4 separate regions of the Drosophila melanogaster genome follow, and regions 1, 2 and 3 are each linked to region 4. The links are chromatin contacts, called in public Hi-C and HiChIP or PLAC-seq maps. All regions are on one chromosome and are shown on one strand. Each heading gives the region's core, a stretch centred on a gene start, on an enhancer-like site or on the middle of the called end of the contact. The rest is flanking DNA. Distances are from core to core; before and after follow the strand shown. Region 1 holds the start of CG11095. Region 2 holds the start of AMPdeam (AMP deaminase). Region 3 holds the start of NetA (Netrin-A). Region 4 holds the start of l(1)G0469 (lethal (1) G0469).

Region 1 (2,700 bases), core at 154-2,653, 400 kb after region 4:
TATCATAACAAGAAAAACAAAACAAAAAAAAAAAAAAAGAAAATTAGAGGAGGAAATGAAGAGTATTTTTTGTATTTAAGTGAAAATTACAAATAAAAAAAAAACACAAAAAGACAATTATTGCCTTTTACTTAACATGTTCATTTCATGATAAGCCTTATCAAAGATATAAATCATTAAATGGCATCGTCTTAGCTCGAATAAAGAGCTCCTCTTCGATTTCAACATAATGGTCAACAGTTTTATTATAAATCTCTCCGAGAATTAACAATTAACGCGTACACTAAAACAAAGAACACCATCAGAATTGGCCAATTGTTCGGTTCGAGCGAAGCACATTTGGCCCAATCACAGTACCAGATTGTTGCTAGCCTGAGTAGGATTACGGTCGGCGGATCGCGGATGTCTCGTCAGGTGCGCATCGAGGGATCCCCGGCGGAGTGCTCGCGATGATGCGGCAGCTTGGGCGGTAGCTTAAAGGGCCGAATGAACTTGATGTTCGTCTTGAGGCAATCGGGCAGCAAATTGGGTGGCAGCAGGCAGTGCAGGAAGAGGTGCGTCAGATAGCCGGTGATGCCCCAGATGCGATAATGGTCTACAACAAATACTGGACCGCTGTAGCCGCTACGAAACTGTGTGTGCCTGGTGGCCTTGGGCAGCATTAGCGAAGTGAGCGGCACACTAAACGCCTCCTCCACCTCCTCCCAGTTGAGACGCAGCTCGGAGAGGCTAAAGTCCGGCACCACGCCCACCACTGGCACAATCGACGAGGTCCTCGGCAGCTGTAGCTGCTTGGCCTCGCCCCACACCTGGATGCGATGGCGCGGTAGGCCGATCTCCTCCTCTGTTTCGCGCAGCGCACAGTCCACGTAGCTCGAGTCGTGATCATCGCGCCTTCCGCCCGGAAAGGAGATCTGAAAGCTGTGGCTGCGCAGGTGTCGCGATCGTCGGGTGTATAGTAGGGATATTTCATTCCTGAAAGAGCAAAGCGATGCAGCTTATTCAAATGGTCGCATTCCTAGTTTAACTGGCTATACTGACGTGCCGCGCTCCTGGCAGAGGGCGATAAGAACCGCGGATGTCTGCTTTTCCCGGCGACTGGGCGTGAGCGCCTTGGGACGCGGGAATGCCGGCAGGCTGCGCATCTTCTCCATGCACCTGCGCTGCGATTCCGGTCCGAGGAGCTGGTCGGCAGTGATCGACTGGTCGACATCCGGCGGTTTCGAGGACGTGGCGGATGCGGCGCTTGAGCAGGAGGTGACCAGATGGCGGTTCAAGTGCAACAGTAGCTGCGGCACTGTGCGACTCGCCTGGGCAATCAGGGACATCGTTTTTGGCTATAGAACACCGAATCGAGCAATGATGTAAACAAATGCGAACGCAACGAACTTTGGAATTGGACAAAAAACCAAAACAGAGCCGTTAACAGCCGATAGTGTACTGTTGTGCGCCACAGTGAGCTGTTAGCGGTTAACAGTGCGGTGAACTCAACCACTTTCAAAATACCATATTCCAACTAAGCAAAAAACCGTTACACTTTAAAGTTTGAAGTTTTTTGTGCCATTTTCCTAATCAACGACATTACAGAGTATTCATTTTTTAAAACGTTTTATTAAAATTTCTCGTCGCTTGGGGCTTGGCTGCACAAAAAAATATATATTTATATATCTGTATATAAATATACATATTGCATTTAGTTAATAGTAAACGCTTGTGTGTTAATGCTAAATGTTGTTCCTTAGGTAATCGGTATGCAAAATGTTAGATTCCTTGTGAGTTCCTTTAATTTGTAATCAACTGGTTTTGTGTATGTATCGCTTGTGTGAAAGCAATGGCAACGGCATAATTGTCGACTTTGGGCTGAAATCGCATCTGTGTGTCCAGGTGAAGGTACTGCTTGCAACTTACAACTATTAAACGTTACTTTCGTTATTGCCGGCAGCCTGTTTGGCTGCCAATCCTCCGGCGGCCACGCGCGTGCGGGTAAATTTACTAATGGACGTGGGCGATGCGGAAGCGGAGGCGACAGCGGCAGCAGCGTCCAAACGGAGACTATTCCCGGCCGGATAGACGCAGCCCTTGGCCCGACGTCGTCCCGCCGGAGAGCCGGTACACCTATCACCGATTTGTACTAGGCTAGGCAGATCCTCGCTCCGGGAGAAGACGAACTCCTCGGACGAGAGCCGTTTCCTCACCCGGCCACCAACCACATCCGGTCGTTTGCCATTGCTGAGCGGCGATGGTGAGGCTGGGGCCACCAAAGCCGGTGTCTCTATCGCGCTGCCACCGCCAAGAACGGGAAAATGCGATTCCAACACGCCGGGCCGTATGAGTATCTCCTCCAGGTGGTTGCCAGACGCCCCAGTGCCACCGTTCTGCCGAGCCGGTGTGGCAAACTGTTCCAGCGATGAGCTGGCACTGTAGAAACTAGTATCTGTGGAGCCCAATCCCATGGCGGCACCACCACAACCCCCGGAAATCTCTGTGCCGCACTTCCCGTGCTCCGAGCGAGTACAGCAGCCACGCTGGACATCCCGATCGCAGGGACAGTGTGGACACAGTCGCAGGCAGTCCGCGTCCGTCAGGATATCGCTATCGCTGAATGTCAACTTCTTGGCGGGCTGCGTTTGCCTCGTCGCATCGGGATCCCCGTCCAGCGGATCGGCGGACTTGGAACTCTGCACCGCATTGGCACCGTGC
Region 2 (2,700 bases), core at 128-2,627, 370 kb after region 4:
CAAGAAAAATTAGCGAAAACACACGAAAAATTTATATATATACATATATATTTCGATATTTAAAACTTCATTCGGAAAGAAAAGCAAAAAACATTAACAATTTTGAGCAAACTCTCGGTGTTTTAAAATTAAGCGCATGCAAAGCCACATTACACTAAAAAATTAACTAAACCCAGAGTAAACAAAATAATAAGTTAAGCAAACAGACGTAAACCAAAAACAAAAACCTCTTTCACTTTCGTGTCTTTGACTTAAAACCAAAAAACTAAGGCGACAAAATAAGCAGAAAAAAAAACCAAAAAACAAAAAATATTAAGCATATTTTTAAAATGTAATTTAGCACAAAAACAAAACAAGACAAAATCAAAAAAAAAAACCAAAAACAAAGCGAAAACGCAAAAAAGAAAACACAATTTTTAAACTACCAACGTATTGATGTGTATTTGATAACAAAATCAAAATTGTAATGAATTGAACAGGACATAAATGGAAAACCAAAATATTTGAAATGGAACTAATCAAATTAAATGAACCATTTTTTTTCACATCTCTCAGATATTTCGAATCTTACGTTTTTCGGTTTCGAATTCGAATCTTGCGTTGAGAACGATTTAGAAGGAAAACTTTTACAAAACTACGAAATGCAATGCCTGCCAAAGAATTAATGTTTTTAATGCGAAATGCAAAGGGAAACGATAAACAAATATTACTTATATGCAACCAAACAACAACAACAACAACAACAAAAGTTCAATAAAGCCGTTCCAATAAAATGAAACCAAGTAAAAACTGAGAACTAAAACAAGCAACAAAAATCAAACTTGTTCGGAGATCTTTTGCGTTTCCTTATACAAAGACATTTACGACGACTAAACCAAAGAAAACCAAAAAAAAAAAAAGAAAAGAAGGAGAAACACGAACATTTTTTTTTTTTGCCACTCAATTAATGAATGCAAAAATTAAATGTGAAAATCAAGAAAAAACTATTTGTCGTGTACAAGTAAACTTATTTGTATTCCACTAGTAAAGTGAAATGTTTATTGGTTTTATTTTATGAAACAAAACAAAACAAAACACCACCATTTTTATGCATTACATTATAAAAAGAAACAACAAGCAAATAAAATACATTTAAAAAAAAAAAACAAAATTTGTTTTAGCTAACACAAAGTAGGGGGAGTACTGCAAAGTTCAATTGAGTTGAACAAATTCAAATTTAAGCGCGCACTTAACCAGTGCTGTCGGATGTGTTTAGTTGCACATATAAATAATGCTGGTTCATGTCCTCGCTTTCCGTAGCGAAACGTAAGCTTACGCTGTAACATTTGCAAGCTCAATCGCTCGTGCTCTGGTCACACTGCGAGCTGGCTCACAAATTTTAGTCGCAAAAAAAAATTCGCACTGAACAGAAGTTATTCGCCAATTTAATTACAATCGCACACGAAATAGCAGTATTATTGTTCTTACCACCGTTTGTTGTGGTTGTTGTTTGCATTTTATTCTTTTTTTTTATAGTGTTTTACCATCGAGTGTGCGTAAGAGTATCAAAAAAAAAAACAAAAAACTTATACAGATAGCGCGATAGGCAATTAGTTTGTGGAGTGCAAAACTCGAAAGTTTCTGCGCGTATTTAGCCTGCGTTTTCGAGTCGCAACATCTGCGTGGATCCATCCGGAAGGTTCCGCAGGCTCCGAAAGAGGCTCGTTTTCGAATTCCAGCCGTAGTTGGAATCGAACCCGGTACAAAGGACATCGCAAGCGCCGGGCTATGCAGAGCTACGCGGACGCACTGAGTGCCAAGGGCTATCGCAGCTTCGGATTCGATACGGACATGGAGATGGACATGGACATGGGCTGCACTACGATGCGGCGCATCGAGAAGCGCAAAGGCGGTAAGTGTCTCACTGTGGGCGTGGTTGTTTAGGTGTAGAGGGGGGGGGGGGGGGTGTTGGTTGCAAGCAAGATGATCGAATTTGTAAATGTCGTGCAACAATTTTTGAGTAACTTCCCTTTTCTACTTTTAGTTGGTTTATCTTGAAATTGATCTAAAATTACACTAGTTAAAAGCATATTTAGTTCAAATTATTGTAGTTTAAATTGCAATAGCAATATCTTCGAACAATGGAGCATTTGTTCGTCAATATATATTGCCAACTCATCTGCATATTTATTGCATTTTGTGTGCAATTTAATTTGTGGCATGCAGTGTACATTTAAATTGCATACTGCACTATTGCGAAGCCAAAACAATTTGATTGGTTTCAAAAGAAACCAATTTTCGCCGTTCTCATTTTGCATTTATTTTGCATTACAAATGATTAACGAAAACAGTGGCGTAGTGGCAGTCATGTTTTTAGCGGTTATGTTGTATTTTAGTTTCGCTTTTGTGTTTTTAAAAATACGCGCTAATTTCTAAAATAATGATGATTGCATTTATTGTGTAGTTGAACTGTGTTCCTCGTACGTGAATGTTTACAGGTTACAGGGTGCATTTAGATGAGGGACAGCTTCTGACCCCCGACCACGCCCCTTTTCCATTGCGCCCCTGCGAACGTGTGTGTGAAATGTATGCCTATGTGTGTGTGTGTGTGTGTGTGTGTCGGATGCATTGACTTTTGCGCCTTCGTTTACCTCGTTTACTGGTCATCGCCGTGAAATATTTCCACTTCCATGTCCAAAGAAACTCACTCTCACCCACACA
Region 3 (2,700 bases), core at 163-2,662, 440 kb before region 4:
TAAACATAATTGATATAATGTTTGATTAGAAAAACATGCTTTTATGATTTATTCATTTATGCATTCAATTTAATGGCGATTTTAGCTCATATTTACAATAAACCTTTTATGCCTTCCAACGATTAGGTGTGAGCATTGTGATTAAGCCCATATCCCAGCACCCTCGTGAGAAGCCGAATAATTAAGGTATATATTTCGATACGGTTTCGACCGTTGCCACGCCCCTGCGCTCATACGCCCACCCGACCACACATGCCCCATACAAGCTAATTATACGCGCCTCCAAATAAAAACAAACAAAAGCGCGTGGACGCCGATTATGAAGGCAAAAGCCGAAGGGAACCGAAAGTGAAACGCTTATCAGAAAGGTGCAGGCAAAATGCAGAAAATATTGGAGTAGGCAGTGGGGAATATCGGGGAATTTGGTGGGCTATATGTATATGTATACGTATGGGGTGCTCATGGTGATGAGGCAGGGGGGGGGGGAAGCTATAATGAAGCCATCGTCGTCGGCATGACCATCATCCGCTCGGCGTAATTACGCGCCCCCTTCGAAAATTGATGATTTTCATTAACGACTAGTTAATAACTTAGCCAGCGCGAGAACGAGAGAGTTGGAGGATTGAAGATCGGAGATTTCGAGGCGTCTTTATTATCGATAGCCATCCGAAAGGTAAACAACACAAGGTGAATAAGGAGAATAAGAGCCAGAAGAACGGAATGATGTCTTCTCTTCTGCTTCGGTCTCGAAATTCTCAATATTTGGCTGATTTGTAGCCGCTGATTAAATTGGAAAACATCGATTCGTATTATTGGATTTTCGGTGTGTTTTCCAAACTTTGAATTCGTTTCGGTCTGGCAATAATATTGAGTTGTGGTTTTCTTAAGATTTTCCCAACTTTTCTTTATCGATCTATTTGAATAATGAACGATAAGTTTTGTGAAAATAGATTTGTGTTCGGGTTTCTTAGCGCTACTTAAATTTAAAAACGATTAATTGATGTATGCATATATATGTATACATAGCTTTTAAGGCAATTTCTGTTGAGAAAAGCAGTTATCTCCCCATAAAGTGGACAAAATGTTTGGATTTGCTGTGTGGCCCCGTTTGTGCGGCCAAGTCAACAAAAACAAGCGACGGCAAACAAAACAGTGGCTATTTGCCGACAAACCGGCAACAAAATGTGTCGCCGAGTGGCAATAAAAGTAAAATAATTGCAGCGCCAGCAAAGCAACAAATGTTGCGACCGAACTGCGCAACTCTCAAATGTGACTGAGAGCAAGATGAGTCTGAACAAAGACAGAGAGAGAGAGAGAGCGGTTTGTTGTTGTTGTGGCAGCGCAGCATCAGCAACATAATGGAGCAACATGTTGCGGGCAGCGATCTCAAGCGCGGTCACCACAAACTCACACACACACACAGTCACCCACACGCATACACGCACGTGCAGACGACACCTCGCGGGAAACCGAAAAACCGAAAAAACGAGCGACGAACGAAAACGAACACACAGTCGCCTGTGGACAAGCAGCCCGACTTGACGTTACGAACCGAACGCCGCCGAACGAACGGCGATTTGAACGACGCGATTTGAGATTTTGTATTGGAGATTTGCGATTTGCGAATTCGAGTGGCTGGAGTTTTGAGACGCGACGCGCGCTTCAAAAACGCCTGCGCAAACAGCTGCCAAAGCGGCGATTTCGAATTTTTTTGAGTGTTCAAGTCTGTTAACTTCAAAACTATTGGCGCGATTGACGAATTTTTTGTTTAGTGCGACTCTGGTGACTTTTCAAACTATTGAAAATCACAGAATTTGGAGTTCTTGTTCAAATTCTAAAATTTTTGAACGGTTTTGAAAATTGCAAGGTATTTTTATTTGTGATTTGCCAAGACAATTAAATACCAAAAAATTAGTGATTTCCAAAACTACAGAACAGTTTTAAATTTATAATTTTGAAACTACGTAATCTTACATTATCCAGTGCGTTTTTTTTTAAACTAAAAAAAACTGAAGATTTCGTTTTGTTTTGAGTGATTAAAAAAAAACCAACAATACAATACTGGCGAGTTAAGCAAGCCACTAAAATTGCAAACATGATCCGTGGAATCTTGCTCCTGCTGCTGGGAACCACCAGGTTCAGCCCCATCCAGTGCATCTCCAATGACGTGTACTTCAAGATGTTTTCGCAACAGGCGCCGCCGGAGGATCCGTGCTACAATAAAGCGCACGAGCCACGCGCCTGCATTCCGGACTTTGTGAACGCCGCCTACGATGCTCCAGTGGTGGCCAGTTCCACGTGCGGATCGTCGGGTGCGCAGCGATATTGCGAGTACCAGGATCACGAGCGCTCCTGCCACACCTGCGACATGACGGATCCGTTGCGCAGCTTTCCAGCCCGCTCGCTGACCGATTTGAATAACTCGAATAATGTGACCTGCTGGCGCAGTGAGCCGGTGACCGGAAGTGGGGACAACGTAACCTTGACCCTCTCGCTGGGCAAGAAGTTCGAGCTGACCTATGTGATCCTACAGCTGTGCCCGCATGCTCCGCGTCCCGATTCGATGGTGATCTACAAGAGCACCGATCACGGGCTCAGTTGGCAGCCATTCCAGTTCTTTAGCTCCCAGTGCCGCCGGCTTTTCGGACGTCCCGCCCGCCAATCCACTGGACGCCACAATGAGCACGAGGCCCGCTGCAG
Region 4 (2,700 bases), core at 40-2,539:
CGAAATGAGGGGGTTTGTTCGTTAATTTTGTCATTTCATACATACTATCGAGTGTTGCCCGTGCTCGATCACATGTTTCGTTTGAGATCGAACCGAATCGAAAACAAACCATTAAGCAATAAACCTCCATTCGCATCAATCAATTCACCTGGCCAGTGACGTTTTTGTCTACAATTGGGCTTCGTGACGAATAACTGCGACGTTGACGAAAGCCCAACAAATAATGCTCATAATTGGGGGGCCATAATCCAGTCGGTTCCACTCGAAGGATGTCGCCGCACGAGCCACACAAGGATCGAAATATTGGCCTTATAGCCGTAAAATAGATAATTATTTAGTTGGCGCGCCGTTTGCGGGGGAAGAGAATGGCGAAACAGCATAGCGGAATGCCATACTCACCACAGTTCACAGTTCGAAAGGCGGAGAGAGAGAGGGAAAGAGAGACAGACAGAGAGCCTCAGCGAGATTGAGATTCCTCTCTGAAATAAACCGGCTTCGGTTATAAATAATATCGCTCTCCGTTAAGTTATCTTTAGACTCAGTCCCTTGGGTGTTGGAATTCAATAACTATCTTAGTAGTTGCGGTTTGCATTTTCCTAAACTGCAATTTATAGTTTGCTTCAAAAAGCAGAAATTAGTATTTCCTATCCGATTAGTTGAAGACATATGAGCAACTTTACCATTTGATCTACTCTTGGTTTTTTTGCAACATGAATTTCATGACTGTAATATGAACAGTGGACTAGAAAAGCAGTTTTGGGCGCAAGACTTAAAGATTTAATACCAAGTTGTAATTGAATATCAATGATCCAGGTAAACATCATATAGCAAACAACAAGTTTTTTAAAAAACTTATTTTCTTATTGAGTTGCACACTAAAAAGTAATGCAAATGCACAGTCATATGCACAGAACAGTTATGGACATTGTTTGTGGATAGTTCAGATTTAATTTACTTTATGATTAATAAATTAACATATTGCTAGTCTTTCGCGCTCGAGCGGCAAGCTCGTTGTACTTTCGCAAGCACTTAATACATTTTTTAAAAACCTACATTGTTGGAGATAACAAATTTTGCATATTTAAATCCTGAATTCATTGCATATGTTGCTGCATTTCGGCCAATGTACTGTAAACAAATGCAACATTGAGAGCTGGCGCTCTCTTGCACTGTTAACGTTCGGTTAACAGTGCGTGAGCAGAGCGAAGAGCGCCGATGAGAGCAAAGTCGGCAGAGCTTGGGCAGAGCTCGAGCAGAGCCATATAAAGCGACGTGCCCGAAAACATTTGTATTTGTAAAAAGCAAACCGACGAGCGGATAAGGCGGAATATCTGAAGAGCAGCAGCGAAAAACACGAAAAGCCAGAAACAGAAACCAAAAACCCAAACCGAAACAACTCGAACTTCGTGTGCAGTGTGGCAAACTCAAAAAGAAACTGAAACAGATAACATAAGAAACCGAAAGAAGCAGCAGCAGCGAATCGAAGCGTAAAAAAAAAAAACAGAGCAAATTGAAAGAAGCACAGAACAAAACACAACACAACAAATTTAAATAAAATCCAACGCAAACAGCGAGAGAAAAGTTATTCCGGAAAACGCGCGGAAAAGTGCATTTCGAATTTCATTAATTTTTTTTCGAGTGAAAGTTGGGCGCTTCAGGCCCAACAACGCCCACAATGAACCGTTCGAACAGCTTTGTCAGCTCGCTGAAATGGTGGCCACTGCAGGGTCACAACAACCAACCGGTGGCGCCACCTGCCAGCGGTTACTCCCAATCGGCGCCCAGCTCGCCCACCTCCAATTGGCCACCGCCACTGCAGCAGCATCAGAATCCCACAACCGGCACCGCCCACCGCCTACTGCCGCCCAGCGGGCAAAAGAATGGAATTGCTGGCGGCACCGTGGGCGCCACATTCGGCAGCAGTGTGGCAGTGCAAAAGCTGCGCGAATCCAAGTGGTTCAAGCCCGAGGAGCAGCGCATCTTTTGCGCCGTCGTCGAGTGCGGTTTCGTGGTCGAGATCCGCAGCAGCGCCGCAGCCGAGGCGGCCGCAGCTAACGCAGCAGCAGCGGCCGCAGCAGCCGACACCGGTGACAACGACCTCGACGTGGACGCTCTGGAGGAGCTCGACTGCCCACTGACCAACCACCCATCGCCGCCGCATCGCAATCACAGCCATAGTCACAGCCAAATCCAAAACCAATCCCAGCGGCTGGTCATCCCGCGCAACGGTAGCAGTTTCCTGGAGACGCAGGACGAGAATGAGACGCCTGTCGCCTCTTGGTATGGAATCGTGCTCTGCAAGGTGGCCAAAGGTAAGTTCATTGCGAAAGACACAGAGAAAATGTTGCGACTTTTCAAGTGCAGACATTACGGAAATGCGAGTAAATCTATACATATTTATACTATTCTTATGAGATTTCATAGTGTGAAATTGTATGGATATAGATATAGAGTATAAACAAAATTAATAGTCCATTTTCATTTTGTTCATATCTATTTGATAAGTGGTAAAATTAAAACGACAAAAATGTGGCTCTTTATCACTTTAAGTGCGCAGATCAATTGAATGTTTACTCTGCTCATATCTTTGTGATAAGCGAATAATATTAAATAAGTATTAATATTTAAATTTGGTACTCGGTTTTTGCACTTGCAAGTTTTTATCTCCAAGAAAAGTCATCATAGTTTTCTTTTAGTGCA

The links. A called contact is a pair of places that touch in the nucleus more often than the background predicts. HiChIP or PLAC-seq counts read pairs in DNA pulled down with a chosen protein or histone mark.
Region 1: a contact with region 4 is called in a Hi-C map of the Kc167 cell line, with 4 times the contacts expected there. The contact joins the promoter of CG11095 here to the promoter of l(1)G0469 in region 4. A contact is called at or near these places in 5 of 107 Hi-C or Micro-C datasets (the D17-c3 cell line, the Kc167 cell line, the S2 cell line and 2 more) and 2 of 6 datasets of contacts at active chromatin or transcription factors (both in the Kc167 cell line).
Region 2: an H3K27ac HiChIP or PLAC-seq map of the Kc167 cell line shows a contact between it and region 4, with 2.7 times the contacts expected there. The contact joins the promoter of AMPdeam here to the promoter of l(1)G0469 in region 4. A contact is called at or near these places in 2 of 107 Hi-C or Micro-C datasets (the Kc167 cell line and testis) and 2 of 6 datasets of contacts at active chromatin or transcription factors (both in the Kc167 cell line).
Region 3: a contact with region 4 is called in a Psq HiChIP or PLAC-seq map of the Kc167 cell line, with 4 times the contacts expected there. The contact joins the promoter of NetA here to the promoter of l(1)G0469 in region 4. A contact is called at or near these places in 2 of 107 Hi-C or Micro-C datasets (the Kc167 cell line and embryo) and 1 of 6 datasets of contacts at active chromatin or transcription factors (the Kc167 cell line).

What each region holds. Positions count from the first base shown.
Region 1 is chrX:13,810,387-13,813,086 of dm6, reverse strand. CG11095 reads right to left here and starts at 1,403. Exons shown (of 2, transcript NM_132699.3): 1 at 1,042-1,403; 2 at 217-975. The coding sequence starts at 1,328. The coding sequence ends at 411. It overlaps inaE (inactivation no afterpotential E), which reads right to left. Exons shown (of 15, transcript NM_176727.3): 15 at 1,594-2,700. Clic (Chloride intracellular channel) reads left to right here. Exons shown (of 4, transcript NM_132700.4): 4 at 1-116.
Region 2 is chrX:13,844,543-13,847,242 of dm6, reverse strand. It overlaps AMPdeam (AMP deaminase), which reads left to right and starts at 1,377. Exons shown (of 9, transcript NM_001258730.2): 1 at 1,377-1,891. The coding sequence starts at 1,768. mamo (maternal gene required for meiosis) reads left to right here. Exons shown (of 11, transcript NM_132704.4): 11 at 1-1,127.
Region 3 is chrX:14,652,640-14,655,339 of dm6, reverse strand. It overlaps NetA (Netrin-A), which reads left to right and starts at 1,412. Exons shown (of 7, transcript NM_001298314.1): 1 at 1,412-2,700. The coding sequence starts at 2,096.
Region 4 is chrX:14,210,046-14,212,745 of dm6, reverse strand. It overlaps l(1)G0469 (lethal (1) G0469), which reads left to right and starts at 1,289. Exons shown (of 3, transcript NM_001272614.1): 1 at 1,289-2,312. The coding sequence starts at 1,676. All of the region lies in intron 2 of Prp16 (pre-mRNA processing factor 16), which reads right to left.